Linked DNA regions of Mus musculus: regions 1, 2, 3, 4, 5 and 6 are each linked to region 7. Evidence: chromatin contacts called from public Hi-C, HiChIP or PLAC-seq and promoter capture Hi-C data. All regions are on one chromosome and are shown on one strand. Each heading gives the region's core, a stretch centred on a gene start, on an enhancer-like site or on the middle of the called end of the contact. The rest is flanking DNA. Distances are from core to core; before and after follow the strand shown.

Region 1 (3,934 bases), core at 1,272-3,771, 1.3 Mb after region 7:
CATAGCCCTAGCTGTCTTGGAACTTGCTCTGGAACTCACAAAGATCCACCTGACTCTCCCTCCCAGGTGCTGGGATTAAAGGTGTGCATCGCTGTTGCCTGGCTAGGTCTAGGTTATTTTATTGTAATTTATGTATTTATTTATTTATTTTGGTTTTTCGAGACAGGGTTTCTCTGTATAGCTCTGGCTGTCCTGGGACTCACTTTGTAGACCAGGCTGGCCTCGAACTCAGAAATCTGCCTGCCTCTTGCCTCCTGAGTGCTGGGATTAAAGGTGTGCGCCACTGTAGTGGCTATTCCTGGTTGTCAACTTGACTATATTTGGAATGAACTACAATCCGGAATTGGAAGGCTCACCAGTGACCCTTATCTGGAGGCTTGGAGATCCTTATCAGGATCTTGGTATGGAGATCTTGAGCCATAGTGGCTATGGATTCCAGAAGATTCAATCTCCGAGTTTAAGGAACACACCTTTAATCTGGGCTACACCTTTTCATCTGGGATTAAGGGTGTGGTGGAACACAACTTTAATCTGGGCTACACCTTCTGCTGGAGACAATATAAGGACATTGGAAGAAGGGAGTTGAGCTCTTGCTCCTTTGCCTGCTTGCTGCGTGAGACTGAGTAACTGCTAGATCCTTGGACTTCCATTCACAGCTGCGACTGAACCATTGTTGGGAATTGGGCTGCCGACTGTAAGTCATCAATAAATTCCTTTACTATCTAGAGACTGTCCATAAGTTCTGTGACTCTAGAGAACCCTGACTAATACAGCCACCACGCCCGGCTTTAATTTATTTTTTGAGACAGGGTTTGTCTGTGTATTCCTGATTGTTCTGGACCTCACTCTGTACATCAGCCTGACCTCAATCAGAGATCTGCCTGCCTCTGCCTCCTGAGTGCTACGATTAACCACCCCGCCAAAGGTCTAGGTTATTTAAGGAACTAATAAGGACCAAAGTTATCTGAAGGTGACAATGAAAATCACTGCTTTCAAGTGATATCACATTTGAATTGAATTTTGCAAACCAGCCTAGGGATAGTAACTTTTCTGACTCTCTCTCTCTCTCTCTCTCTCTCTCTCTCCCTGCCCCCCCAAGTGTGTGTGTGTGTGTGTGTGTGTGTGTGAGAGAGAGAGAGAGAGAGAGAGACAGCAGTATGACTCCTCCCTCCTCTCTCATTCTTTGGAGTTCAAGTTAAAAGGCAATCCACTTTGTTTGAGAGAACAGACTCTAAGTTTGACCTGTTAGTTGGCAATGTACTGCTAACAACGTCTATAGAATCACTACCATTTATGGTGGCCTAAGTGCATAGACCTTTCGCTAAATGCCCTATGAGCTTTACATTTAAATTTTTTTTATATTTTGTTTTATTTTAGACAAGGTTTCCCTGTGTAGCCCTGGCTGTCCTGGAACTCACTCTGTAGACCAGGCTGGCCTTGAACTCAGAAATCTGCCTGCCTCTGCCTCCCAAGTGCTGGGATTAAAGGCGTGCGCCACCACTGCCCGGCTTAAATTCATTTTTGTATTATTGTATGTATATGGGTGTTTAGTTTGTAAGTGCACCATGTATGTGCCTAGTGCTGGGAGTGGATTAAAAAAGATCCATCAGACACCCTGAGACTTGAGCTGCAGACAGGTGGGAGTCACCACGGGGGAGTGTTGGTGATCGAACTTAGATTGTTCCAAGAGCAACAAATGCTTAATCGCTACACCAATTCTCCAGCTACTTTCCAGCATTTTTACATTTGATTCTTCCTTAAACTGCACAAGTTATTACCTTTACTTTTCAGATAAGGAAACTGAAGCTCAGAGAGAGTAAATTGCACAGCTAGGAAGGAAGCAGGGAGACAGGGTTTAAAACTTGAGACCCGCCCCACTCACCCAGGAGTGTGTCCCTACAATTCACGTCTGTCTTAATTGCTCAAATACAATGATCAATTTCTCAGTGATCGTCTTCTACATTTTCTTTGTCTTCCTTGATGTTCAGCTGCGCTCTTCCCCGCTTCATTTCCCCAGCATAGGACTTTGATCCCTCAGCCACTGATCGATTTCAGCTTACTGCTAATCAGGTCTTGGAGAATGAGAACTTTTACCTGATTTGGTTCTGCCTTTTTCACTTCTCATTTACAGAAGAGCTGGGTACATACTAGAGCAGTGGTCGTGACACCTTTTGCGGGTCGAACAACCCGTTCACAGGTTTCTCCTAAGACCATCAGAAAACACCGATAATTTGCATTACTAGTCATACGAGTGGCAAAATTACAGTTATGAAATAGCGACAAGAATAATTTCTGGTTGGGGGGGTCACCACAATTTGAGAAGCTGGATTAATGATTCGCAGCGTAGGAACTGCTGACTCAGGGTTTTGGAACCTTTTGTTGATAGTACTAAATTACGCACTTCCTAGACGGAGTAACTAATCCTGAATAAGTGAGCGCGGATTGAACCTCAGAGGCACCCACAGCATCCGTAGGGCAGAGGCCGGAAGCGGAAGTCCTACCCCTCCTGTCTGCATCCTTTGCTCGCGTCGGCGCAGCCTGTGTGCGTCAGTTCCTGGCGGCGGGGATCGGGGTAGCCAACGGCTTGTGGAGCATCATGCCCAAGTGAGTGTGGCCCTGGGAGCAAGCGGACTTGCGGTGGTCAGTTGGGTCCTGGTGAAGGTGCAGGGCGGCGGCCTCGGGTTCTGGACGTTCCGAGGGGAAGGCGAGCCCCTCCGAGGGATGGCGGGTGGAGACCCAGGCTCTCCGGCCATCCTGGCAGAGTGGGCGCGGACCCTCGCTCAGAAGCCTCGCATTCTGTCAGGACGCTTTGTTTGACTTACAATCCGAGGAAGTTGGGTTTTGGGTCTGTTTGTTTGGACAGCTGTTAATTGCTGACGTTTTCTTTTGTCATTTCAGGTTTTATTGTGACTACTGTGATACGTATCTTACCCACGATTCTGTAAGTGGCGGGTCTTTTTTATAATCCTAAAACGCCTTGTATGCAAAATTCTTTTTCTTTAGGTCCAGGTGTGTGCATTACAGTCTCCTGGAAATTTTATGACAACCTTTCTTAGAAAGTAATTAGGAAGCGGGTGTTTTTTCCCACCCTTTTTGTGAGGTCTTTGCAATTTGAAGGTATTTGCAGAATGATAAAACTTTAAGCAAGCTTGAAGATGGAAAGCATTTGCGTATACAGAAACTGCATGTACCTGTAATGTCAATACTTGAGAGGCTGAGCCAGGAAGATGGCAAATTCCAGGTCAGTTAAGGATACATATTGAGACCTTGTCAAAATAACTCGCCCCACCCTCCAAAAAAAGCCCAACAAAACAAAAAACAAACAAACCAGGAGTGTGTTCCTACAAACTTGCAGATTTGATTATGTCACATTATTCAAATGCCTGGTTAAAATGGAAAGAAATGTCTTAGTGTACAGCTCCATTCTCAGCTCCTGTGAGAACCTCATTAACTATTGATCATCAGGAGGAATAACTGAGATATGTGATTAGTGTTGCCCCGTGTGTAGCAGCCACAAGGCCCAGCAACAAAGTTAGGGCCTGGCGCCTGTCTTCCTAGTACACTGAGATGGAGCATTGCTGTGAGTTTAAGGCTATGGTGGGAGACCCTACCTCAAAAAAAAGCAAATCAAAACAACCTTTAGCAACAACAAAATTTGGTTTTTATGGTTTTAATAGTTTTAAATAATCTATTTATCTGCCCCCCCCCCCCCCAATCTCCTGAGGAAACAAGACAGATCTTCTGGAATAATTTGTAAACCAGGCTGACTTCGAACTCACAGAGAGCTGCTTGCTTTCTGCCTTCTGAGTGCACGGAGTAAAGTTATGTGCCACCACTTCCTTGGCTTATTTATTTTTGGAAAGGGTTTCATTATGTAGCCCTGGGTGGCCTAGAACTTATGTAGAACAGGCTGTCCTGCTGCCTCCATGCCTGG
Region 2 (3,974 bases), core at 1,431-3,930, 2.0 Mb before region 7:
AAAGACAGATACTAGCTTAGGAGCACCTTCAACTTGAGCTCCTTCACCCTGCCTGGAGAAGCTGATTTTATCCCCTCCCCCCTCAGTCACTGGGACACCCATTTCCCAGGAGATGGTCTTATGCTTGTCTGACTCTCTACTGTGCCCACAGAGCCCAGATCTATGGTTGATATATAGGGGATATTCGTGAATTTGCTGTCTGCAAGTTTTCCAGATCGGTCCCTTTCAAGATGAGACACTAGACTAAAGTGCCATCCACCTGTCATCCCAAAGAAGGGCTGACTAGAGGGTGGAGCTACAGGAGGCCAAGCCTGGCTCTCCCTTTCTCCAGAGCTTCCAGATCTTGAGGGACCCAGGCTCAGCCTGGCATCTGCCTGGCACAGGAGGGTGCTTCGCCTTTCCTGCACCCTGAACAGGGGTGCAAACCAAGCAGCCCTACAAACCAAGAGGAGGAGGGGGAGGCCATGACAGGCAAGGAGACCCGTTTTCATGCCTCTCCTCCTCCCTCTGGTACTTCAGCCTTTACTTCACCCTAGACTCTTATAACCTAGAGGGCTTAAGGAGACCTACAGTCTTCCAGGCCTGTATAGGATAAAGAACAGGTCCCACTGGAGGGAGCCCCTTTTCCTGTCTCCAGAAATGGGCCTTCCTCCCAACCCCCTGCTAACTGGGTCAAATTAAAGGGTGAGAAAAAATGCAAATTCAGGATTTGCCAAGAACACACCAACACCTCAGCACATGAGATTCAGACTGGGTGGGGGTGGGGATGGGCTTTAACACTAGCACTCGAGACCCTGCCTGGGATCCTAAGGAGGTCTCCATATGCAAATGCAGGGATCTCCTGAGTGAACAGGCCTTAGGTTTTCTCTCGCTGTCACTATCCTGGAGCACAGCATCAACCCCTGGGATGAGAAAACGGCTTCCGCTGAATGCAGGCACTACCCTGGGTATTAGGAGGCTTCCCAGGACCCCCGGACTCTCAGGGGTGGGTGGCAGATGCTTTGGTAGCTAAGCTCCACCCCCTGGGCCTATGGACATGTCAGGAGATTGAGAATCCACAGCCAAGGGTACTAGGAGGACTATGTATAGGAACCATAGCACAGTGGGACCCAGTCAGAGCTCGGGACACCGGCCTCTACTCTCACCCGGAAGTCGATGCCCACAGTGGAGATGAAGGTACCAGCCAGGAAAGCCCCATCCTTGAAGCGCACAAGCAGGCAGGTCTTCCCCACACCGGAATCCCCCACCAGCATGACCTAGAACAGGCAGGAGGATCAGAGGATTCAGGCTTGGAGCCGAGGGCCTTGCCCACCTAGAGATGCTTCTGATCTGCCTTGAGCTGTGGGGGAGGCAGGAGAGGAAATGAGTATCCCAGGCCTGTAGGTTCAGCAGTGTGGACCCCAATAGCATGGATGCCCAGCTTCTCTCTCCCCCTCCCCACCCTCACCCCCGTTCACCCCCTATCACCTCTCCCTCCAACAATGCTGCCTCAGTCACAGAGAGTGAGGACAGCTGTCCCCATCCAGGACCTTACCTACCCCTCCTCCATGGACAACATGCTTGATCTGGGAGGGCAGCATTTGGGGCCTATGGGGAGCAGAGCCATGGGAGTGCAGCTGGAAGCTCCTAAGAGACCTTTGGGGACTCAGTATTGGGGGCCTCTTCGAATTCCAGCAAAGACACAAATCTCAGCAGCAAGGTTCGGAAGAGGTGTGACAGCTTTTGAAGTGAAGAGGGGGTAGGGATATCTGTGGGCCTGAGGGCCAGACCAGTGAAGTCTTTCCCACCCACATGATCCCTCAGGCCAATGTTTCAGGACCCAGTGATGGCCCTGCCTTCGGAGGTCAATTCACCTAGGCTTCAATTTTGTTCTGGTCTAGGGTGGCCTTGTTCTCTTCTCTCCCAGAAAAAGGACACTTACAGCCCCTTGGGGGGGTGAGGGAAGGCAGCATATGGATGGGAAATGATGAGACAGGAGCACCGGTAGGGGCCATAGATCCCAGAGGGACAGCTTCAAAACTCTGATCTTGCTTGGCCTTGCAGTAGATGGAGTGGGGGTAGGGCCCTGCCAGCTGTTGAATACCCCAGACCCTAGTCTAATAGTTGTGTTTGTGTGTGTGAGAGAGTGTACGCGCGCGCTCGTGCACGCACGTAGGGTCGCGTGACAATGTAAGGTACTGCCGTGCCATCTGCAAGGTGCTGTGCCAATTCAGCGCCGAGGGTCTGCAAGGCCCTGCACTCTTCCCCAGCGGCAGTCTAGGATCCAACGCCACCTGCTGCATTCCCATGGCGGGGAGGTGCCTGGCTCACCTTGAAAGCAACATCGTAGAAGTCTCCAGTGCTACCAAGTGAGGGCCGGATGGACTGCGGGGGCCCATTGGGCGGTGCCTCTGGGCCAGGGCGCACAGTCCTCGGATGTGCCAGACGTGGCCCATTGGTGGCGGCGGCGGCGGCGGGCAGCGTAGAGGTAGCCGGCTCACTCCCCCCCTTGCTCTTGGGGGTCTTCTTCCTGGACATGGTTCTCAGTGTGCTCCTGCTGCTACCGCTGTGTCCCGGGTTGTCCCACGCCCCGTGCCCGCCAAGACCGACTCGGACCCGAACCCGTCCCGCAGCGGCAGCGGCGGCGGCAGTAGCAGCAGCATCTCCAGCACTCAGTGCCTGCCCCGCCCCCGCGTCCCCACAGGCGGCGCAGCCATTCAGGCCCAGCCTCCCGCCACCACTGCCAATGGTCGCTCTGAGGCGGAGCCATGCAAATAAGTCTGTCGCTCCAGGGGCGGGGTCAAGAGGTCCCAAGAAGGCCTTAGGTGTGCATCCCAGGAGCATGCTCCAAGTGCACTGTGCTCAAAGGGCTCCAGTTGTCCAGTGAAGGAAGCACCAGGATCCTGTGTCCTCTCTTTGCCCCAGTCTTCAATGTCCCAGGTCAGTAACCTAGCTCAATAGACTAGTCCATGGACCTGGGACTACGATGTGTTCTGAGATGAGGATGCTGGGGCAGATGGCTTGCATGAATAGGCAGCCTGAGATTCAGGGTTTTTGTTTTTGTTTTTCTATCAGAGATACCAGCCATCTGACTACTTGTCCTCAATGCTATTCCCTCCAGGATAGGCAAATTTAAGAAGCTCCAACACTCATGCTTCACAAACAATCCCTGCTGCACCGAGCACTCTGGGCTCAGCTGATCAGAGGCATAACGGGCACGCTGTTCTTCCTCACGTATTTTTTTTTTTTAAGATTTATTTATTTGTTATGTGTACGTACACTGCAGCTGTCTTCAGATACTCCAGAAGAGATCGTCAGATTTTGTTAGGGATGGTTGTGAGCTACCATGTGGTTGCTGGGATTTGAACTCAGGACCTTCATAAGAGCAGTCGGTGCTCTTAACCACTGAGCCATCTCTCCAGCCCCATCTTCCTCACATATTTTGCCACCTGGGTTGAAGTACGGATATCTAAAGTGAGAAAGAAGTAGTTATCACAGCCAGCCAGCATCAGGCCTTCAGAGATAACCAAGGCATAGGTTAGGGTTAGGATTAGGGTTAGAGGTCTGCCCTGACAGCCTAGAAGATTGGAGGTCCCTTCCTAGAATTGACTGGCCCATGGTCTTTCCATCCTAGGTTCTCATCCAAGAGAGGTCTGTGTTGATTTTCTAAACCCCAAACTGGTTCAGGACCTGGTATACCCTTCTCCTGATTCTGACCCTGCTGCTTTACCTATGCTGACTGGAGGATTTCTGTCCAAAGCCCCTCACCTAAGACACTCCAGTCAGGAGAAAGAAAGTCAGAGTTAAGGACAGTGGATGCTGGAGGGTGGTGCCTTTGAGACCCAGTATTTCTTGGTGTTCCTCTGGAATGGCCTAGCTGTTCTCCAAGATGTGATCATTGTCACCAAAACTCTGCGTTTCTTGACGGCCTTCTAAACTTTCTCAGTTGGCAGAGAGCAGAGCATGAAGAACTCCCTACCTCTGTGGCTCAAAGC
Region 3 (4,221 bases), core at 260-2,759, 1.4 Mb before region 7:
TATCAAATCCCAATCCTTGCCCCTACATAATTCAGGATACATCTAAGAACAACTTTGTTGATGTAACACCGATACTAAGGCAAACTTAATCTTCCTAAAATACTATTGCCTAAAGCAACCTGCGGCTAGTTAATGCCACGCCCATGTGCTGTCCTAGTCTCCTCCTCGGAGGAACCCCAGTCTTTCCTAATTTGGCACTTCAGGGTGCCACGGTCCACCCAAGTCGGTTATGGGGGTCTCTGGAATGAGGGTCCTCAAAGCTAGGTGGGTAAGGATTCGGTGGTGACAAACAGAAACAAACACAGAGGCAGTTTGAATCTGAGTGCATTTTGCAGCTCTCAAGCAGGGGATTTTATACATTAAAAAACCAAACATTACATCTCTTAGAAACTATATCCAGTGAAACAATCACAAATACCAACAAAAATCATTTGGCACAGTAAAGCACAAAAATCATCCAAGCATTACAACTCTGAAACTATGCATTCAGTGAATCACAAACAGTACAGGTAACATCATTATTAATATAAATCATCAAAATATAACAATTCTAAAAGGATGTATTCAGTGGGGGCTGTTGTCCAAGTCTAGTGGCTTATTTCTAGGAGCAGGTTAATAAATCTTTAATGGTCAGTGCTCTTAACCACTGAACTAACTCTCTAGCCCCATGGTCAATTACTATTTAACATCTAGTATCTGGGTTTTTTCTTTTTCTTTTTTAACAAATCTTCAATATGTAAATTCAAACTATTTTAATTCTTTCTAATTAAGGCTTTCTTTACCATACACCAAAATCCACCTCCGATGACACACGTGCAGCCATATGAAATTTTATTGTTGGGAAAGTTTTTATCTATCGTAATAGTTTTGTAAATGATTTAGAAAGTAAGGCATTGTTTTCCCGGGGGATAAGGTCATGTTAGTGGCCCCCATCTCTAGGGTTGGTTTCTTACCCATTATTCTTGCTTAAGATCTTGGCCTAGGCTACCAGGAACATGTAAATAAGAAAAGGAATAAGAGAAAACAAAACATTGCCATAAGAACTACCACTCAATATTTTTTTCTCCGGCGAAGAGTTCCACACCGGTTCCAGGAGGCCTACCCCTTTTGAGGTCAATAGCCTCAGTTTGTGGAACTTGTCATACAGATCCTACTGGAAGTGGTGTGGCATCAGGGTCTCAATCCCTTTCCCGGAATTGCAGCAGTTTGGCTGCCCTTTGAGCACAGGAAACACATGAAGCCAACTTAGTTGAGAGGGACGATTCCAGAACTTTTACAGGTAGTTTATTTTTTTTTTTTCCATATCATCTCTTGGAGGACTAGGCGTGCATCTCGGGCTGGTTCTTCTCTGGAGTTTGGGTCACTGCCTTCAGTGAAGACACTAATTGCTAGGGATTTTGAGTTCTAGGTTTCTACCCTGGGCTGCAACGACCAGTGAACCACAATTCCCAGGAGACTCCGCGCTCCCGGATCTTGCCGGCCTCCGTCGTCAGTCACGTGGGCACCGATGATAGATCACGTGAGACCTGGGCGCGGGTCACGGGAATGCTGCCGGTCTGCCGGCTGTTCTTGTTGAGTTTGGTCCTCAGTGGGCCATGGCCAACGTCTCTAAGAAAGTGTCTTGGTCCGGCCGAGATCGCGATGATGAGGAGGGGGCGCCACTGCTTCGAAGGACAGGGCAGCCTGACGAGGAGACGCCGCTGCTGAACGGAGCTGGGCCGGGCGCGCGCCAGGTGAGGCCCGCGGGCCGGAGATGCAGCCGCCGGGATCGCTGCGCCGGTCCTCAGTGTGCTGGCGGGGCCCAGAGGGAGGCCACGGTGCTCTCCTCTGTTATTTTTTTGAATCCTGGAAGACTTTTATTTTTGATAGCCTCGCACTCATAAACCTCTTCTTTCTTTCTCTTTGAACCCCTTCTTCCCATCTCGTTCCTCAGTGGCTACACCATCAGAGAAAATGATACCCTCTCCTCCAGGAACCGTTGTCGCTGACTTTTCAGCAAGAGATCCCAAGACTTTAACGTTGCTTTTGTTTTTTAATTTTACTTTTCGTGGTGAGGGTCAAGCCAGGGTTTACACATACAAGGCAATCATAACGACCTCAGCTCTGCACCCATAGCCCTTGACGTTTCAAGATAAGGTCTCACAGTGAGACCACCAATGAATTCATAATCCTGTCTCATTTTCCCAAGAACTTGGAAGGCCTGGACTACACGCTTGGTAGTTTTCAATTTAAATGGCAGAATTGTGCTTTCGGTGAAAGTGCCTGTCTCCTTTCTCACAGGAGTAATTCCAGACGTTTGGGACACAATTGCAGTGTCAAGCATCCCCACTCATTTTCTCTTACTACCTAGTTGAACTTGGAATGTGCAGCCAGACATGATAAGCAACAAGTCAGAGGCCAGAGTGTGCTCAGCACTGCGAACAGTTTGTGCCTTCAAATGCCTAGCGTTTAAGACCGGGACAGGCTTGTTTACTTGTGTGCTTTTGCTTCTTTTGCCTGTGTGCATCGTGTTAATTTTGAGTCAGTTACTTATATCAATTCCTTGATGTTAGTCTGTTTTATAACTGTCCTTTACCCTTCCTCCTCCTGATGTTAGAGGTGTCTTAACAAACACTCCTGCTGTTTTAAAGGCTAAGAAGAGCACAAGATAGGGCTACCGCATCAAAACTTACATTTAGGCTTTCTTTGCTAGACCCTTGAAGGTGCAGTGGACAGTGAAAGTCAAAGTCAGCTCCTTGTTGCTGGGAAGCAGCTCAGGCCCTTTTGAAGGACGTGTGCTTGTGACTCCGGTCTGCAGTAGTGATCAGAAATAAGTAAGGTGGTAGAGCTGTGTCTGCCTCCCTAGGGTGTTTCTGGGTGGTGTGATTTGTTATCCCTGTTGTAAAGAAAGTAACCTTTGGGGAAGGGGGCTATTGCTGCTCTTGGAGAAGACTCAAGTTCAGGTCCTAGCACCCAGGTCCAGTGGCTCAACCACTTATAACTGTAGTTTCAGGTGATCTGACCACCTTTTCCTCTCCTGGCCTCCACTAGAGAGGCCTCCACCACACACACACACACACACACACACACACACACACACACACACACGTGTCTCTCTCCAAAAAGAAAGTAACTTTATGTTGGCAACTGGTTTTTAAGAGAGGGAAGAATTTGGAAACTGACAGAGTTGAGTTTGGGCTGAATACATGTGGGTTGTTTTGTTTTTATTTATTTTTGCTTTTCTTTGCAAATAGACAGAGTAAAGAAAGAGTTGATCTTTCCCCCTAAATACCACTATAGCTTTTTTTTTTTTTTTTTTTTTTTTAGACAGGGTTTCTCTGTGTAGCTCAGGCTGTCCTGGAAGCTCAGGCTGTCCTGGAACTCACTCTGTAGACCAGGCTGGCCTCGAACTCAGAAATTCACCTACCTCTGCCTCCCAAGTGCTGGGATTAAAGGTGTGCGCCACCACGCCCGGCTACCACTATAGCTTTTAAATCTGCAGATAATACAATTGATTGGTTGCTGTTAAACAACTTAAAAAATAATTGAGCACCTGCCCCATTGTGGGTTCCCAGGTCTGTGTGCAGGTCACTGAGGTGCATAGGACAGCTTTCTTCCCTCTGGGAACAGGCCCCAACACCTTTCTGGGTCTGTGTGACGAGCCCTGTAGGAATATGTGCAATGAGCACTTTTGTGCCAAGTCCTTAGACAAGAAGAGCAACAGAACAGAGAGAATATATGTGTGGGATGTGGTCCGGGGGGTAGGAGCCTTTTTCAGGCACAAGAGTTGACTTGGGTGTGACTAGGCCTAGGAGAGGCTTGCAAGAAACTGGGGACTCCAGTGCTAAGGAATCCTTATCTGCTTAGGCAGGTCGAATAGGCACTGGCTACAGCTTGGGAACCCTCTGTGCTGAGCTGAGCACTGGACCAGCCAGAATTTCCGGCAGGATCTGAGGCCAGCTGGTGCCAGTTTTCTCATCTGTAAAAAGTTAATGAATGTATAATACTGAGCAAGCCTGTTAGAAAACAGGTTCTCAGTAGATGCTAGTCATTAACGACGGGTCTGGAGACAGAGTGCTTGCCTAGCATCAGTGAAACCCTGGGCTCAGCCTCCAACACCACATAAAGCTGCGTGTGGTGGCACATACCTATGACCGGGCATGCCAGTGCTGAGAACGGGAATCAGAAGTCGAAAGTGATTTTTGAGGCCAGGCTGAACTAGATGAGACCCTGTCTCAAAAC
Region 4 (3,742 bases), core at 300-2,799, 1.8 Mb after region 7:
GCCCACATCTGCCACAGTTCCTCTGTGGAACACCGAGAAAGGAGGTTACTAGAAGAAGGCATTTTCTTTTTCTTTCTTTCTTCCTTCCTTTCTTTTTTTCTTTCTTTCTTTTTTTTCTTTTTTTTTTTTTTGTCTTTTTGCCTTTTCTCCCACTTTGTGAAGCAGTAAAGACCTCACCTTTTCCAACTAATTCTTTTGAAATAAATAGTTTGGCTTAGATCAAAATCAGCTCAAAAATGCTGCCATGGGTTCCCATGATAGAGTAGAAAGCCAATGTCCTCTGTGTGACCTCAAGCCTGGTAGCCTCTCTGATCTCCTCTTCAGCCACCCTGCAGCTCCAGGGCCGTTGCCCTGTTTCTTCTCTTCCTGTAGCAACCTCCCTACAGACTCCCTGACCTGGACCTTATTGGGTTCATTTTGCCTGGTCATCCTATTATAAGGCATCTCAATTTATCTCCTTTTTTTTTTTTTTCTTCCTGAAAGTAACTGTCACGGTCAAAATATTTGATAATTTGTGGCTGGGGAGATGTCTTATCAGTTAAGAGGCCATATTGCTGTCTCACAGAGGACTAAGGTTCAGAACACATACATACTATATACACATAGAGATATTTCCCAGCTACACATACACATACGCCCCATACACATGAGTAAAAATAGAAATGTAAAAGGATAGGAACTAGAGAGATGGCTTAGTGGTTAAGAGTGCTAATTGTATTCGTAAAGACTGGGGTTTCTCAGCATGCGCGTGCAGTCTTAACTGCCTATAACTCAAGTTTCAAAGATTTTGATTTTCTCTTCTGACCTTCCAGGTCTCCTGCACACATTTGGCCCACATACATATATATACACACAGGCACACACACACACACACACACACACACACACAGAAAAGGCAAAATGGAAACAGAGTTGGAGGGATGATGGCTCAGCGGTTAAGAGTATTAGCTGCTCTTGCAGAGGACCCCACATGTAAATTTACAGCCGCTAACTCCAGTCCCAGGACATCCCACGCCCTCTTCTGGCCTCCGCGGGCACTAGACATAGTGCATTTACATATATACAAGCAAATCACCCATACGCATAAAATAATTTTTGCTTTTTTTTTTTTTCTCGAGACAGGGTTTCTCTGTATAGCCCTGGCTGTCCTGGAACTCACTCTGTAGACCAGGCTGGCCTCGAACTCAGAAATCCGCCTGCCTCTGCCTCCCGAGTGCTGGGATTAAAGGCGTGCGCCACCACGCCCGGCATAAAATAATTTTTGAAAAGAAACATTTTAAAAAGACGTGGAGAAGGACTAAGATTAGGCAGCAGTATAGTACAGCCGCTCCATCAAGCGCGGATCAGATTGGCTCCAGACGCAGGAACCGGCCCCGCCCCTTCGCGGGCTTCTCGTACTATGCAGGGAGTTAAGTTGCTTCCTGATGCCCTCGCTCCGTCCCCGCTCCGCCCCTCTCCTGGACGCTCTCTTACAGGTCTGGTTAGTTGATGGTCCCGCCCCCTCCCGATGATCACGTCCCTTCCGGCCCCGCCCCGATCGCTAGATCCCGCCCCTTCAGGCTCTACAGGGTGCTCCGGCTTTCCTTGGCTTCGGGAGCTTTGCGCGGCTGGAGTGGCGCTCCGATCCCGCGTGTCCTAGCCGCCGCCCCGCGTCCGCTCTGCGCTGGCGACGCCGGGGTCGGACTCCGTAGCCTCGGCCGGAGCGGCGCCCTGGGCGAGCCTGGAGGCCCCTGCCCGCCTCCTGCTTCAGGCGCTACAGGCAGGGCCTGAGGGTGCGCGGCGCGGGCTAGGGGTTCTGCGCGCCCTCGGCCGCCGCGCGGAGCACTTCCCTTGGGATGGCTTCCTGGAGGCGCTGGGCCACTTAGAGCCCGAGGTGCGGGGCCCCGACGGCCGCCTAGAGCTGTGAGTCCCCGCCCGTGGCCCCCGCCGCCTCCCCCCTGCTTATTTGTGTAGTTGAGGCAGGGTTCCATCTAGCCTAAGTTAGCCTGGAACTCCGGCAGCCATGTCCTCGGTGACAGGATTACAAGTGCGCGTGCCAGCACTGGGCTGAGACACGCATTTTGTCAGGCAGAATTCTAAGTGCAGACTGAGTTTGTTTGCTTTGCTTCCATCTCCAGTTGCTGAGCTGCTGGTGCATGGCTTTAACTCCAGCATTTGGAGGCAGAGGCGAGCATATGTCTCTTGAGTTCCAGGGCAACAGAGTGAGACTCTGTCCTAAGAAGAATAAAAGGCGGGGTGTGGTGGTGCACGCTGGTAATAGCACTACCCAGTAGGCAGAGGCATGAGGATCTTTAAGTTCAAGACCACCCAGGACAACATAGACTCTGCCAAAACACAAATAATGTATCTCTAATACAGATGTTCTTGTCAAGTGGACACCTGTGTTAAAAATACAGGTCATGCCGGGCGTGGGGGCACATGCCTTTAATCGCAGCGCTCGGGAGGCAGAGGGAGGCGGATTTCTGAGTTCCAGGACAGCCAGGGCTATACAGAGAAACCCTGTCTCGAAAAACAAAAATACAGGTCATACAGTGTAGGGTCTGGTTTCAGCGGTCAGGAAGCTGAGACAGGAGGATTGCTTCAAGTTGGAAACCAAGACTGCACAGGCCAAGAAAACTAGAGACTGACAGATCTCTTGTGAGTTTGAGGCCAGCATGGTATACAGAGCGAGTTCCAGGATAGCGAGGGCTACACAGAGAAACCCTATCACAATAAAGGATATATATATATATATATATATATATATATATATATATATATATGTGTGTGTGTGTGTGTGTGTGTGTGTATGTATATATGTATATATGTATGTATGTATGTATATGTATATATACACATATATATCTCCTATATTTTCTATATATATTTCTCTATATTATATATATTTCCTATATTTCCAATATATATTTCTCTATTATCCTCACATGACAGGCACCTTGGTGTGATAATGGCCCTGACACAGGGGGAGGCTTGAAGACATGGTCACTTGGTTCAGGTCACACTGGCTACCTCAGTAGAATCCTAGAGAGCTAAAGTCATGGGACCCTGGGAAGCTCTGGAGGCCAGGGTTGAGAGAGGATATGCCAGCTGTTTGCAGCAGCCGGCCCCTTAGGAGCAGTAAAGGGTGGGATTAAGGGTTGTTATGGGGTTCTTTCTTTCTGCTTCCTGGCTCACTTGCTCTGTGAAGCCCTTTCTGATGCAGGGATCTAAGAACAGGGCCCGTGCATGTCAGGGGTCCCTGACCCCTCCATCCTCAGCGACCCCTGCTTGTTTTGTTTTGGAGACAGAGTCTCATTGTTTAGCTCTGACTGGCCTCAAACTCATAGAGATCTGTCTACCTTAGCTTTGCAAGTGCTGGGATTAAAGGTATGTGCCACCAGACCTGGCCACCTACCCTAGGCAGCTCTCGAAGGTCCTGCCATCCAGTCCCTGCCTGTTGCCTGCCACAGTGTTCAACTCCAGAGCCAGTATGCCCCAACCAGTATGGTGGTACATGCCTGTGATCAGCACTTAGGGTACTAAGGCAGGAGGTTTGAGGGGTTAAGACCAGCCTGGATTACATAGTGAGCCTTCCCCCGCTGCCCCCCAACTCAGAAAACAAAAATCTTTTGTTCTTAGGGTCCCACTGTTGCTCCGGCTGCCTGGGGTCTGCCAGAAGAACCTGCTGTCCCTGCTGCTGGCTCTCCTACCATCCTTACCTGAAAGCGGACTCCGCTCTGTGCTGCAGCTCCACCATCAGGAT
Region 5 (3,868 bases), core at 541-3,040, 1.3 Mb after region 7:
CAGCATGTCTGAGTTCCATCTCTAGCACCCAGTACTAGCACCCCACAGCCCACATGTACCCGATGCCTCAGGCCTCCAAAAGAACCTGTACACATGCACATACTCACAATTAGGAAATAATAAAAATAAACGAAGACACAAACAGAACTCACAAGTACTTGTTTAACTCTAAAAGGCTGTGCCTCAATGCCTCCCAGTTTACCAGACACTAAAATATCAGCCCCATTCTTGTCATTTTTTTTTTAAGACCAATAGTGAAAACACTTCACCTCTGGTTCTCATCACAGATAAGCATCTTTGGAGTGGGGTGGGGGAGCACTAGGCAGGAGTAGGATAAAAATCTAAGCTTACAACCTCTTTTCAGACATTGCTCGAGGCACTGGGTGGACATGGAAATAATGGGAGTTTGTTCAAGGGATGCCAAGAGAAACAAGATTCCACACGTCAGGGCACTGAACGCTCAACACGGGGCAAAGGGCATGCACCCCCTTGCTTTTTGCTCAAATCCCGATTAGTTGCTTCACCTGAGAGCCTTTCAAAGGCCGTCTAATGGTCTCCAGTCTAATGGTTAAATTCCCGAGTGAACTTAACAATCCCTACTTGGAGACCAAGAGAAAGTATTCTTGCTTATCAAAAACAGCAAGTGCTGCTCTAAGAACCAAGACACACGTCGGTGCCTGGAGACAGCTCCACTTCAGCCTGTACAACCCAACTACAAGCCAGAACCCCTGGCCCCCAACCTATACATTTCTCAGTTTTCTGTCAACTAAGCCCATCCAATCAGTAAGCTCGTCAAAGTTCCCAAGGCCAAGCCTCTGCCCAGCACGCCAGTGTCTTCACAAAGTTCCTGCCTCCAAGATCAGCTTCCCTCCACTTTCTGAAGACTTTTCCCAGTCCTCGTCGCAGGCCTGGCGCTCCGGCGCCTCCATTAGATGTCACTTCTCCCTGGCACAACTCTTCCTTTCTCACCATACTCAGTTGATTATAATTTGTGTTCCCTCCGCCGCAAAAGTCGTTTTCGCCCTTATCTCCTCAAAGAGACACAAGATCTATTCTCAGCTCCGAGACCTCTCCCGCGCCCAGAGTTCGACCTCAGCACCTAACACACTCCCTCGAGTTTCCACACCGTTCTGTCATCCTCAGCTCCTACACTTCGCACCTATTTAAAAGGAAAACACTTCGCAACTCTCGTTTCCTGTGCTTTCTACTCCCAGAACACACGCTTTTCGCCCCAGATCGACTCCCCTGGCTTCCACCTCACCACTTCTCCCCTCTTCCCATGTTCTTCGGGCTCTGACTCCCTGCCACCTCCCGGCCTGGGCCCTGCCCTGCCCGGGAGTACTCCACGAGCGGGCTCCGGTGTTTTTGCCCTCGGGGCCGCGAGGCCGCTGCCAGCAGGATTGGCTCCGCGTGGGGCGGACTCACCAGTTGGTCATGTCCAGGAAGAAGGCGCAGCCGGCCGGGTTGAGCTGGAAGCCGAGTAGCCGCTGGAACTCGGAGATGAGCACGTCCTTGTCTGTGGTGCCCAGGCAGCTGAACTTCTGCATGAGCTCCGGATCCAAGTCCACGTCCATGCCCTCCATGGCGGGGGGCCCGGACGCACAGCTTCCACCGCCCCGACCTGCTTCTCCACGGGCGGCCGCCGCGCCCGGGCCCGAGCCCACGAAGGGCGGCCCGCTGCTGGCCGGCGCCGCGCGCACTGCTCCGAGACAGGCCCCAGGCCTCTCACCGCCTCATGGGCTGCGCGCGCCGCGCCGAGCCGCGCCGCACCGCACCGCTCGCTCCTCTCTCGCTGGCTCTGGGGCTCGCGCTCCCCCCCCTCCCACCCCCCCCAGCGCCCGCCTCCGCCGCCGCCGCTGCTGCCGCCGCGGTTCGCAGCACCGCCGCCTCCGCCTCCTCCCGGGCCGCGCCCAACGCGCACGCGCGGGGCCGCTCGGACCCCGCCCCTTCCTCTCCCGAAAGCCCGCCTTCAGTGACGTCATAACTCGGTGACGTCTCTCGCGTGACCTCACCGCGACAGAGCGGAGGGGGCAGGAAACGGGAAGCCGGAAAGAGCGGATACTGGGCGGGTCTCTGTCCTCGCCTGAGTCCCCACACTGCGTGGGAGGAGTCACGAGTCTGAGAGGTGCTTCGGAGACGAGCGACCCCACCCATGCTCAGGCTGGGAACCCGAAGTCGCCACAGGAACAGAGGCTGGGACTGGGGCAAAGGGCAAAGGGCAGCACAGAGCGGACTCTTGCTGCTCCGCTCTCAGGGGACTTAGTATTCAAACAGACATTTTCCCAAGGTCGCGGCGGTGCACGCTTAGTCTCTGGATTCTGACCTGAGTTTCTCATGACTGCCTATGTTACTATGCAACCTTAGCATTACGTTTCCAGAAAATAAAGGCAGCCTAATGCAAGCACCAGTTACAGGTCAGAGGAACCGATCCTCTGCAAAGAAAGGTCAATACCCTAGAATTTAGCAAATCTTGTTCTGTCTCTAAAATCCACGACCAAAAAAATGACTGTAGACAGTATCCAGTGTATCTACTAATGTGAGGCTCCATTTGAAGCTGAAGGATTAAGAAGCTCAGCTGTGGAGAGACTCATCTGCCCGTTCTGTCACCAAGTATTTTCTCAGTGTCACCTGTTAGATATGACTAGGTACAGGGATGGGGGTGGGTAAGAAACTGGGCAACTGGGGACTTGGCTTAAGCTGTTTCCCCGAAGGTATGAAGACCTGGGTTCCTGAGAGCAGAGATACTTCGCTCTTGCATATAAGGCCTGGCTGACAGCCAAGGGTGGCGGCACTGGGGAGGCAGGCAAATTTCTGTGTGTTTGATGCCAGCCAGAGATACTCTAGACCCTGCCTTTAAAAAATAAACCACCCCAGCACTCAAGAGGCAGAGGCGGGCTTTCTTCCTGGAGTTGCCTTTGATCTCATCCTCCTACCCCTACTTGCTGGGATAACTACTGTCACAACTACTTCTGAAAAGAGACTCAACTGAAGTCAGTGGGCCTGGGAGGAGGCTCAAAATCGCCTGGTGATTGTTATCATATCCAAATTTCAGAGCAGAACCTTGAGCAAATGCAGTTATTGCTGATAGTTTGCTCAACAGTTCAACCTGATTAAAGATTGACAAAATATGTTTACGGATGTGTTTGAATTGTGTCTATCTCATGAACAGCAGCTGTGAGATCATGAGGACCAGAGCTCAGGGTTATCAGTGTGACAGTTTGTGTATTCCTACCGTTGGCAGTGCTTCAGACACTCTCTTCTCCTTAGTCATGGTTTCTTAGGACATAAACTACCAGGTTAGCTTCATATCACATGCCTGTAATCCCCACATGAGGAGGCCGAGGATCAGGATGGAAGGCCACCCTTAACTGCTTAGTGAGGTCAAAGTGAGCCTTGGCTACAAAAAAGCCAAAAGACAGCCTCATATGGTGACACACCTGTGATCTCAGCACTTGGGAGGCAAAGGCTGGAGAATAAGGAATTGAGGCCAGCCTCCACCAGCCCTGGTGACTCGAGACTGTCTCAAACAAAACAAATCATAAGAGCCAGACAGGGTGGCTTCCATCAGTAATCCCAGACAGGGTAGATTCCGTCATCTGTAATCCCAGTACTGGGAATCGATATAGGGGACTGAGGTCGGGGCATTGCTATCTGTTCAAGGCCAATCTGGCTTCAGAATGAGTTTGAAGACAGTTTGAATAGCATAAGACTTTATCTCAATAAAGAAAGCAAAAGCTGAGCAAACTCAAGCTCCAGGATTAGAGAGAGACCCTGCCTCAGAGGAGTGGGAGGTGACATGAGAGAGAACGGCAGTCACCAGGTCTGGCCTCACACCCTGGCTAGATGTGGGCAGGGTTCAAGTGTGAAC
Region 6 (3,700 bases), core at 429-2,928, 1.4 Mb after region 7:
TTAAATAATTTGAGACAGAGTTTCTATACATAGCCCTGGCTATCCTTGAACTCTCTCTGTAGTAGTCCAGGCTGCCTTGTACTCAAGAGGTCCACCTGCCTCTGCCTCCAGAATGCTAGGCTTAAAGCTGTGCACCACCATGCCCAGTTCGGAAGCTTTTTTTTTTTTCCTTTTGTAATTTAAGACAAAGTCTCATTTTGGATTTTCAGCTTGTGGAAATTATAGACTTGTACCATTATATTGAGTTTAAACTAAAAACTGCAGAAAGCTCAGAGGTTAAGAGCATTGGCTGTTCTTGCAGAGTATCTAGGTTCCATTTACCAACACCCACATTTCAGCTCGCAGTCATTAGCAACTCTAGTTTCAGGGGATCTAATGCCTTCTTCTGACTTTTACAGGGAATGTGCCAGGCACATTACACGGCAAACAAAAATACACAGGCAAAACATTCATATAAAAAATATTCTTAAAAACCCACAATTTTTCAGTTACTACGGACATTCATGTGTGTGGGTTTGTAAGTGGACAACTTTGTGCAGATAGTCCGCTTCTACCTTAACGTGGGTTCTGGGGATCAAGCACCCTGACCTGCTGAACAATTTCGCCTGCCCTAAGCTAAAAACGTCTTCAAGATGTTTACTATTTACATTTCTCCTCACATAAACACTTAACCGTTTTATTCACAAGAGTGATCCAAACTCTGTCCTAGCCAACTTACTATAAAATCGTAATACATCAAAACTCATTAATGAGATTTAATGGTTCCTTTAAAATGAAAGGTATGTCGGGAAGTGGTGGCACATGCCTTTGATACTAACACTTGGAAGTCAGAGGCAAGGGGATCTCTGAATTCGAAGCCAGTGTGGTCTATAGAACCTGAGTTCCAGGTTAGCCAGGGCTACCCTGTCTCGAAGGAGGAGGAGGAAGAAGAGGAAGAAGGGGAAGAAGAGAAGGAGAAGGAGGAGGAGAAAGAAGAAGGAGGAGGAGGAGAAGAAAGAAAGAGAGGGAGAGAGAGAAAGAGAGAAAGGAAGGAAGGAATTCATATTTAAACTCATACAGAAATATGGAGAGGGGGAGAGAAGGCATTATCTATCTGACAGCCTTTCTAACTTACTTTCCACTATTGATCTACGCGTGTTTCTAACCTTTGTGCTTCAGATTTTCAAATTTATTTGTCCTTAACCATTTTCTCCTCGTCTTTTATCTTCTTGTCTCCTCCACCTTCCTCCTCAGCCTTCCCCCAAAAGGAGCTGGAGTACAAGCAGGCCTGAATAGGGCTCTAACAGCACCTACACCTTCCCGTTCCCTCTCCTGCCCCTCAAGGTTGCAGACTCACAAACAGTCGTGGGGGAATTCTAGTTCCCTGGCTTTGGAAGAAAGCAGTCAGGAGCGCACCCGGGTAGTCCTGCAGCGTTATCCACCAACTTCCACCTACCTCGCTTTCCTCCGCCGCGGCTTCTTTCAAGTCCGCGTCTCCATCCCTGTCGGTTTCCTCCGGGATTCCCTCAGTGTCGGCTGCCACCAAAGCCCCAGGAGTAGCCCTCGTCTCCTCTGACTCCCCTGGCTCCCCGCCTTTGTCTGTGGGCGACTCCCCGAGGTTGTCCATCGCGAGAGCAGGGGGTCAGAGGCGATGGCAGCACCGCCGGGAGAAGGAGCTGTGGAGCGGAGCTGGAGCTGAGGGCTCGTCGTCGCGCCGCGATGACGTCACGCCCACGGATCCTGGGAGGGGTCACTTCCAGAAGCGCGTTGGTTGCCCAGGGGATTCATATAAACGGAATTTGTTTTAATGTGAAAGAAATGTAGAAGTCTAGATCCTCCGCTTCAGGGCAGAAGCGTTTTTGAAAGAGCGTAATTCGTTTCCCGAGAGACTTCTTTTTCCTTCTTTTTCTTCTCCTTCCTGGGAATGTAATGCCAATTAACCCTTCTTTAACTTTACTCCTTCAGCCCAAAGTCGGGGAACAGGGAGAGAACTCGGTCCCGCTGCTTGTTGTTGCCGTGGACTGAGCAGCTTCCGGCAGCGACCTAACCTCGGATTTCCCAAAGAACTAAGACCACCGGCTTGTGTCCACCAGGGAAGTTTCCCTTCTGTTTCGCAAGCATCTCTAACGCCAACAGAAAGTATCCAATGGTTTCATTTAACACTTCAAATATTGGCCACCTGCCTCGCGTCAGAACAGGCTAGTGTTGTGAGGGAAAAACAGAAAAAAAAAAAAAAGTCATCCTTTCCCAATTACATTTCCCTCCTTAGTCCACCAATATTAAAAATTGGAAATGGTTCCCCAAATCTGACTTTTAAAATGTCTCTCATGACAACTAAGAGAAAGAAGGTCTCTTCTGACTTTTTCTGAAGAGTTAGTAGGATGGAGTGCGAGGATAGTGTCTGTTAAGAGTTCTTACATTTTTTTTTCATGTGTATGGGTGTTTTGCATGTAAGTCTGAGCTCCACATGCGTTCGTGGTACCCTGGGAGGCCAGCAAAAGGTGTTACATCCGCTGGAGCTGGAGTTACAGACTGCTGTGAGGCGCCACAAGTGATGGGAATCAAACCTAGATTCTCTGGCAGAGCAACCAGTGCTCTTAACAGGGAACCACCTCTCCAGCCACCCCCGTACTCCCTCCCCCCCCCCCACCTTTTTTTTTCTGGAGAGAGGGTCTCACTATGTAGCCTTGGCTAGCCCGTAACTTGCTTTGTAGATCAGGCTGACCTTAAACTCACAGCGATGCAGCCAGCGGCTTCTGCTTCTCGACTGCTGGGACAAATGGCAGTTGCCACAATGCCAGTCTAACTGCAGAAGTAAAACTCTCAGGTCTTCCCTCCAGGAGGCACCAGAGGGAGGGATTTTTCAAGTCTGGTTCTAGATCTCCGCGCCTATCCCGTATTGAATCTATGCGTTTTGAATGGAGTTGAAAACAGAGGTACGCGTTACCCCCTTTTCTTTTGTTTCTACGGTGCCAGGAACAATGACCGCATTTCCAGTGCCATGAGGTCCCAAACCTTTGGGAAGGCGAGCAGTTCGGGAAGCTCCTGCAGGCGTGCCGCCTCCGATCTCCGCCACCTGGCGAATGGGCGGGTCCGCTAGGCGTAGACCGCGCCTGCGCCAGGCTCGGCTCCGCACACCGAGGCTCCCCTCCGCCAAGCGGGCTCACCTGCACGGCGGCGCCGAGCCCCGCCCACTAGGTGGGCAAGGGGGCGGGGCGCGGGGGCGCGGTGACGCGTGACGCCGGATCCCGGAAGTGACGCGCCGCCAGGGAGTGGGGGAGGCCGAGGAGGCGGGGGGAGAGGGGGTGGCGTCCCCGGCCGGTTTGAGGGGTGCGTTGCCCGGAGACGGAAAGTTTCGGAGCCGGAGCAGGCTCTGCAAGGCTCCGGGTTGAGGTCCGAGGGGTGGCGGTCCTGGGGATGGGGAAGGAGCAGGAGCTGCTGGAGGCGGCCCGCACCGGGCACCTCCCGGCCGTGGAGAAGCTGCTGTCCGGGAAGCGGCTCTCCTCCGGCTTCGGCGGCGGCGGCGGCGGCTCAGGCAGCGGCGGCGGCTCCGGGGGCGGCGGCCTCGGTTCTTCTAGCCACCCGCTCTCCAGTCTGCTGAGGTGAGTGCGCGCGCCGGGGCTCGCAGCCTGGACTGCGAGGGCTCCCCCGAGAGGTCACGGTTCCTGGGGCGCGCGCGGCGCAGGCCGGGCTCTCGTGTCTGGCGTCGCCGCTGCGGAGA
Region 7 (3,813 bases), core at 509-3,008:
TAAGAAATGTCTTGTGTCCTGTCCAGAAATGGCCAGGGTCTGCCTCTTGCAGTCATGCAGACCCTATGTGTATACTATGCAAAGGATAGCAGGGGATTTAAACCCGGACTGGGTATCTACACTTATAATCCTGGACAAGACAGTCAGTTCAACTGAGTCTCAGTGAGGAGGAAGGCTTGGGTGAGGATCATTTAAGCTGCCACCCAAAAGACTGGGCTCAGTGGCTACAGTAGGGACAGAAGCAGAGGTTCCAGATAGTTATTCCATTTACCTATGAAGTCAATAGCCTCGTTGAACCAGGAGCTGATGTCTGCCTTGTGGTTGTCCTCCACAGGGATGCTCTTGTACTGGTAGTGACCCTCAAAGTGGTTAGGACAATTGGCTGAGACGTTGATCAAGGCGGTGATGCCCAAGGCGTCAAGCATATCCTTCCGAGAAGCGTGATAGGCACTGCCCAGGTACAGGAAGGACAGGATCTCCACTGGGCCCCCCTGAAGTCAAAAAAACAGTCCAGCATTCGTCAAGCTCGTCCAGCGTGAGCACCAGTACCCATGCCCACAAAAACTCCCCGCTGAAAACGGGAGTTTCTGAAACTGGTGACCTCAGCACTGCTGTTGACATATTAAAATATTCGTAAAGAATCAAGCCCATTGGCCTGGACAGAGCCAACAAGCTCTTCCGTGCCAGCAACTGGGAGACTCAGCTCCATCCAATTGCTTCATGATGGACTAAAGATCCTCGTGTCCCCGCTAGTATAAATAAAGCTGCAGCCGCTTTCTATATCCTCCTGGCACAATCCTCCTAGACCTCTGCCAGCTCTGCCACCTCCCTGCCCTGCATGGACCCGGACTCCTACTAACCTGATCGTAGAGAGGGGTACTACAGGAGCTGCATCCGGATTCTGCACTGTCAGGCACACTAGTACTCAGGGGGAGGCTGAGCCCCGTGGGGGTGGACTGTTTGCTGCACAGCTCAGGGCAGGAAGCCGAAAACGCTTCATATCCTCCTGAGAATACAAAGGTACATATTTTCTCATTAGCACCACCGACACAGTACCTGGAGACAAGCCACTCACCCACCAGGGGCTGCGAGTTTACAAGGAAGGCTTAAGGAAGTCTTTGTTATGGGAGTGAAACAAAGCCACTGACAAGCCCCTGGAGACTGGACGCCGGCGCCCCCATACTCCAGGTGGGACGCCCCTTCCCTAGCTGATGGCATAAGTCCTGCCAGAGCTAGAGCGTACCTTGGAGAAAGAAGACTTGAGTGGAGCGCGCCTCTCGGCAGAGCGCGCCCGCGGCCAGGGCCAGGGTGCCGTCGCGCTTGGCGCCGTCCAGGGAGGCGCTGCGCTCGTCCAGCAGCACCACGGCGTGGTAGGCTCCGGCCAGCAGGCGGCCACGCAGTTCAGCGTTGGGCACGATATGCTCCAGGCCCATGGCGCCCTTGGCGCGGCGCCGCACGATGGTGCTGAAGCGCACGTTCACTGAGCCCGCGATGTGGCCGGCGTTGAAAGCGAAGAAGGAGCGACAATCCAACAACAGGCACTGCGCGGCGCCCTCTCGCAGCAGCGCGCGCAGCCCCCCGGCGTCCAGGATGCCCACCTCCATCACCATGGCCAGCCCCAGCGACCCCAGCGTGCCCGTTCTGCGGTTCTCCAGAAAAAGTCGGTCGATCTTGTGCGGTGTCCTGTGGCCCTAAGTCCCCAAGTGCTCGCTGCTCCTAATCTGGCTTCACCGCGCTTTCCTCCCGCCAGTCCTTCACTGCGCGCTCGTCCGACGGAGCGCGGTTTTATGTAGCCTCTCGGGGGCGGTCCCGGGCGCGGCACAGAAGCGGGGGGTGGGGTGGGGGTGGGGGAGAACGGTTTGTTTGTTTGAATGGCAGACACGTGACCGGGCGGTGACGTCACCCGCCCTACCGAGCTTGGCGCCGCCAAAGCCAAAAGCAAAGACGTCATCGGCCTAGGAGCCTCTCGGCTCTGAGCGCTGGCTCGCAGCCCGGCCCCCACCCTCCTGTCCTCTGGGCTCGCAGGCAGGACGGCGCGCTGCCAGCCCGGGTGGCCAGGACGCGCGGCCTGAGGACACCTGCCCTGCTCCCCTCCGCGGGTCTCCGCCGAACGAGCGGGGCCACTCCTGGTATCACGTTCTCAGCTGGCCCGGCTCTGGCTGCTGGAGTGGTGGGCGTGGCGAGCTGAGCGGGAAAGGGGAGTGGGTAGTGAGAGATGACTAATTCGGTCTATAGCCCTCTGGCTATACCGAGGACAAATGGCGAGAGTTGAGACGTCCTTCTTGAATGTCACTTTAAAAGTTTTACGCTGAACAAGGGAATGCTTCCAGTTAGTTCCCACCCCCCACCCCGGAGTGTTATCTTTACCGCGGTGGTCCCTAGAGGACTTACTTGGAGCAAAGGGAGGAGGGTTGCAAGATCTTTGGAGCCCAGGTTTAACATTGGGGTTGGGGGGGTGGGGTGGGGGAGACTTGGGTAGAGCTCCACAGCGCCGCCTAGGGACGGCCCAGAACATTGTCGTCGCGTGGCATCAAGAGGATGCTGCTAGCCGCTGCTCCTCTGTCCCCCAACACAACTTTCTTTTGTTTTGTTTTGTTTGTTTCAGAGAGGATCTTGCTGTGTAGCTCTGGCTAGTCTTGAACTCATAGAGATCCTCCTGTCCCTGACTTACTAAGGATTAAAGGCATCTGCCCTCGTGCCTTTCATCTCCACTGAACAGAAGCTGAGCACACCAAGGACTCAGGGCCAAGAGCCTTGAATCCGCCACTCTGTGGGACAAACTGTACTCATCACACCTGGGAAGACCGAAATGGTGTGTGTGTGTGTGTCCTTCCACAAAACTCCATGACTACAGGGTAGGCAGTGAGTCCGCCGCAACACCACGGAGTTGGATACACAAACATAAACATTGCACCACTCTGAAGGGGTGCCGAGTCAGGAACATTCTGCGGTTTCTTCCTCTTTGCAAGGGGAGGTGTCTTACTACCATGTGTCTTTGCCCAGCAACGTCCGCTTTGGCCTCTCTTAGCTCTTGCGCTCTGCCTAGATTCTTCTGTAAATTCAGAATACGTTATTTTTAAAGGGCGTTTTTACATTCCTTTGAGCATTGATCCTAAAAGAACAGCAAAGAAATCTTCAGATAACACCACCCTCCCTACATCTCAGAAGAGCGACAGAAAGAAAAAAATTATTTGTTTATTCTACTTATTCAGCTGAGGACCTCAACATATTTTTTGCATTGAATCATAAAATGTTACAGCTGCTGCCTTTTCAAACTGCATACCAACTTCAAATTTTCCTTTTATTTTTGTTTTTGCAAGGCCATTCATTATACCCTTCTCTACCCAAACTTTTCAAAAAGACCTTTTTATATGAGTACAGTGGCATGGTTGGGCACTGAAGTCAGAGGTCTGCTGGTCGCTGTGGAGTTCTGCCCTCTTCCCTTCCTAGAAGGAGCCTAAAGAGCTGGAACTGCTGCCAGTTGACTGTTGGGGAGCCAGCCATCCTCTTCCCGGATGAGCCTGCAAGGTAGTTTCAGTACAGCTGGTACCATGCGTGACTCGGTGGCATTCCCTTGTGAAGCAGAAGGGGCAGAACACCCAGACCTTTCCCCTCCCGTGAGTCACCCACTCTCAGTTTTTCCCTTCCCAACACAATGATGCTTGGATCACATGGGCCATGTGCTGTGTGTTTCAGAACCTTAGGGAATCACGCCAGGTGCGACTTGAGAGACACCTATAGGCATTGATTGCTTGGAGCCCCAGTTGAGAGAAAGCTCTCTCCAGGTGCCAGAGAGACTTACACTAAGATCCA

Evidence for each region. Hi-C and Micro-C count contacts between places; a contact is called where the count stands out from the background. HiChIP or PLAC-seq counts read pairs in DNA pulled down with a chosen protein or histone mark. Capture Hi-C pulls out chosen DNA fragments and counts their contacts.
Region 1: a contact with region 7 is called in a FOXA1 HiChIP or PLAC-seq map of pancreatic cancer cells. The contact joins the promoter of Snrpc here to the promoter of Dusp1 in region 7. A contact is called at or near these places in 2 of 39 promoter capture datasets (hippocampal neurons and pre-B cells) and 1 of 115 datasets of contacts at active chromatin or transcription factors (pancreatic cancer cells).
Region 2: an HNF4G HiChIP or PLAC-seq map of pancreatic cancer cells shows a contact between it and region 7. The contact joins the promoter of Rab26 here to the promoter of Dusp1 in region 7.
Region 3: an HNF4G HiChIP or PLAC-seq map of pancreatic cancer cells shows a contact between it and region 7. The contact joins the promoter of Clcn7 here to the promoter of Dusp1 in region 7. A contact is called at or near these places in 1 of 39 promoter capture datasets (liver) and 1 of 115 datasets of contacts at active chromatin or transcription factors (pancreatic cancer cells).
Region 4: a contact with region 7 is called in a Hi-C map of B cells, with 6 read pairs. The contact joins the promoter of Fance here to the promoter of Dusp1 in region 7. A contact is called at or near these places in 1 of 39 promoter capture datasets (erythroid cells), 1 of 484 Hi-C or Micro-C datasets (B cells) and 1 of 9 other capture datasets (liver).
Region 5: an H3K27ac HiChIP or PLAC-seq map of microglia shows a contact between it and region 7, with 5 times the contacts expected there. The contact joins the promoter of Ilrun here to the promoter of Dusp1 in region 7. A contact is called at or near these places in 2 of 39 promoter capture datasets (HPC-7-derived erythroid cells and pre-B cells), 2 of 484 Hi-C or Micro-C datasets (B cells and CD4 T cells) and 2 of 115 datasets of contacts at active chromatin or transcription factors (large pre-B cells and microglia).
Region 6: a contact with region 7 is called in a promoter capture Hi-C map of liver, with 2.0 times the contacts expected there. The contact joins the promoter of Taf11 here to the promoter of Dusp1 in region 7. A contact is called at or near these places in 1 of 39 promoter capture datasets (pre-B cells) and 1 of 9 other capture datasets (liver).

Annotation. Positions count from the first base shown.
Region 1 is chr17:27,837,566-27,841,499 of GRCm38.p6, forward strand. It overlaps Snrpc (U1 small nuclear ribonucleoprotein C), which reads left to right and starts at 2,522. Exons shown (of 6, transcript NM_011432.2): 1 at 2,522-2,604; 2 at 2,899-2,941. The coding sequence starts at 2,597.
Region 2 is chr17:24,531,067-24,535,040 of GRCm38.p6, forward strand. It overlaps Rab26 (RAB26, member RAS oncogene family), which reads right to left and starts at 2,681. Exons shown (of 9, transcript NM_177375.1): 1 at 2,311-2,681; 2 at 1,146-1,256. The coding sequence starts at 2,517. It overlaps Gm33508 (predicted gene, 33508), which reads left to right and starts at 2,829. Exons shown (of 3, transcript NR_169077.1): 1 at 2,829-2,919.
Region 3 is chr17:25,131,882-25,136,102 of GRCm38.p6, forward strand. Clcn7 (chloride channel, voltage-sensitive 7) reads left to right here and starts at 1,510. Exons shown (of 25, transcript NM_011930.4): 1 at 1,510-1,733. The coding sequence starts at 1,596.
Region 4 is chr17:28,311,981-28,315,722 of GRCm38.p6, forward strand. Fance (Fanconi anemia, complementation group E) reads left to right here and starts at 1,550. Exons shown (of 10, transcript NM_001163819.1): 1 at 1,550-1,902; 2 at 3,619-3,742. The coding sequence starts at 1,664.
Region 5 is chr17:27,818,752-27,822,619 of GRCm38.p6, forward strand. It overlaps Ilrun (inflammation and lipid regulator with UBA-like and NBR1-like domains), which reads right to left and starts at 1,791. Exons shown (of 5, transcript NM_001033279.3): 1 at 1,426-1,791. The coding sequence starts at 1,583.
Region 6 is chr17:27,906,066-27,909,765 of GRCm38.p6, forward strand. It overlaps Taf11 (TATA-box binding protein associated factor 11), which reads right to left and starts at 1,679. Exons shown (of 5, transcript NM_001379368.1): 1 at 1,436-1,679. The coding sequence starts at 1,606. It overlaps Anks1 (ankyrin repeat and SAM domain containing 1), which reads left to right and starts at 3,241. Exons shown (of 25, transcript NM_181413.4): 1 at 3,241-3,581. The coding sequence starts at 3,397.
Region 7 is chr17:26,506,714-26,510,526 of GRCm38.p6, forward strand. Dusp1 (dual specificity phosphatase 1) reads right to left here and starts at 1,759. Exons shown (of 4, transcript NM_013642.3): 1 at 1,244-1,759; 2 at 861-1,006; 3 at 272-491. The coding sequence starts at 1,610.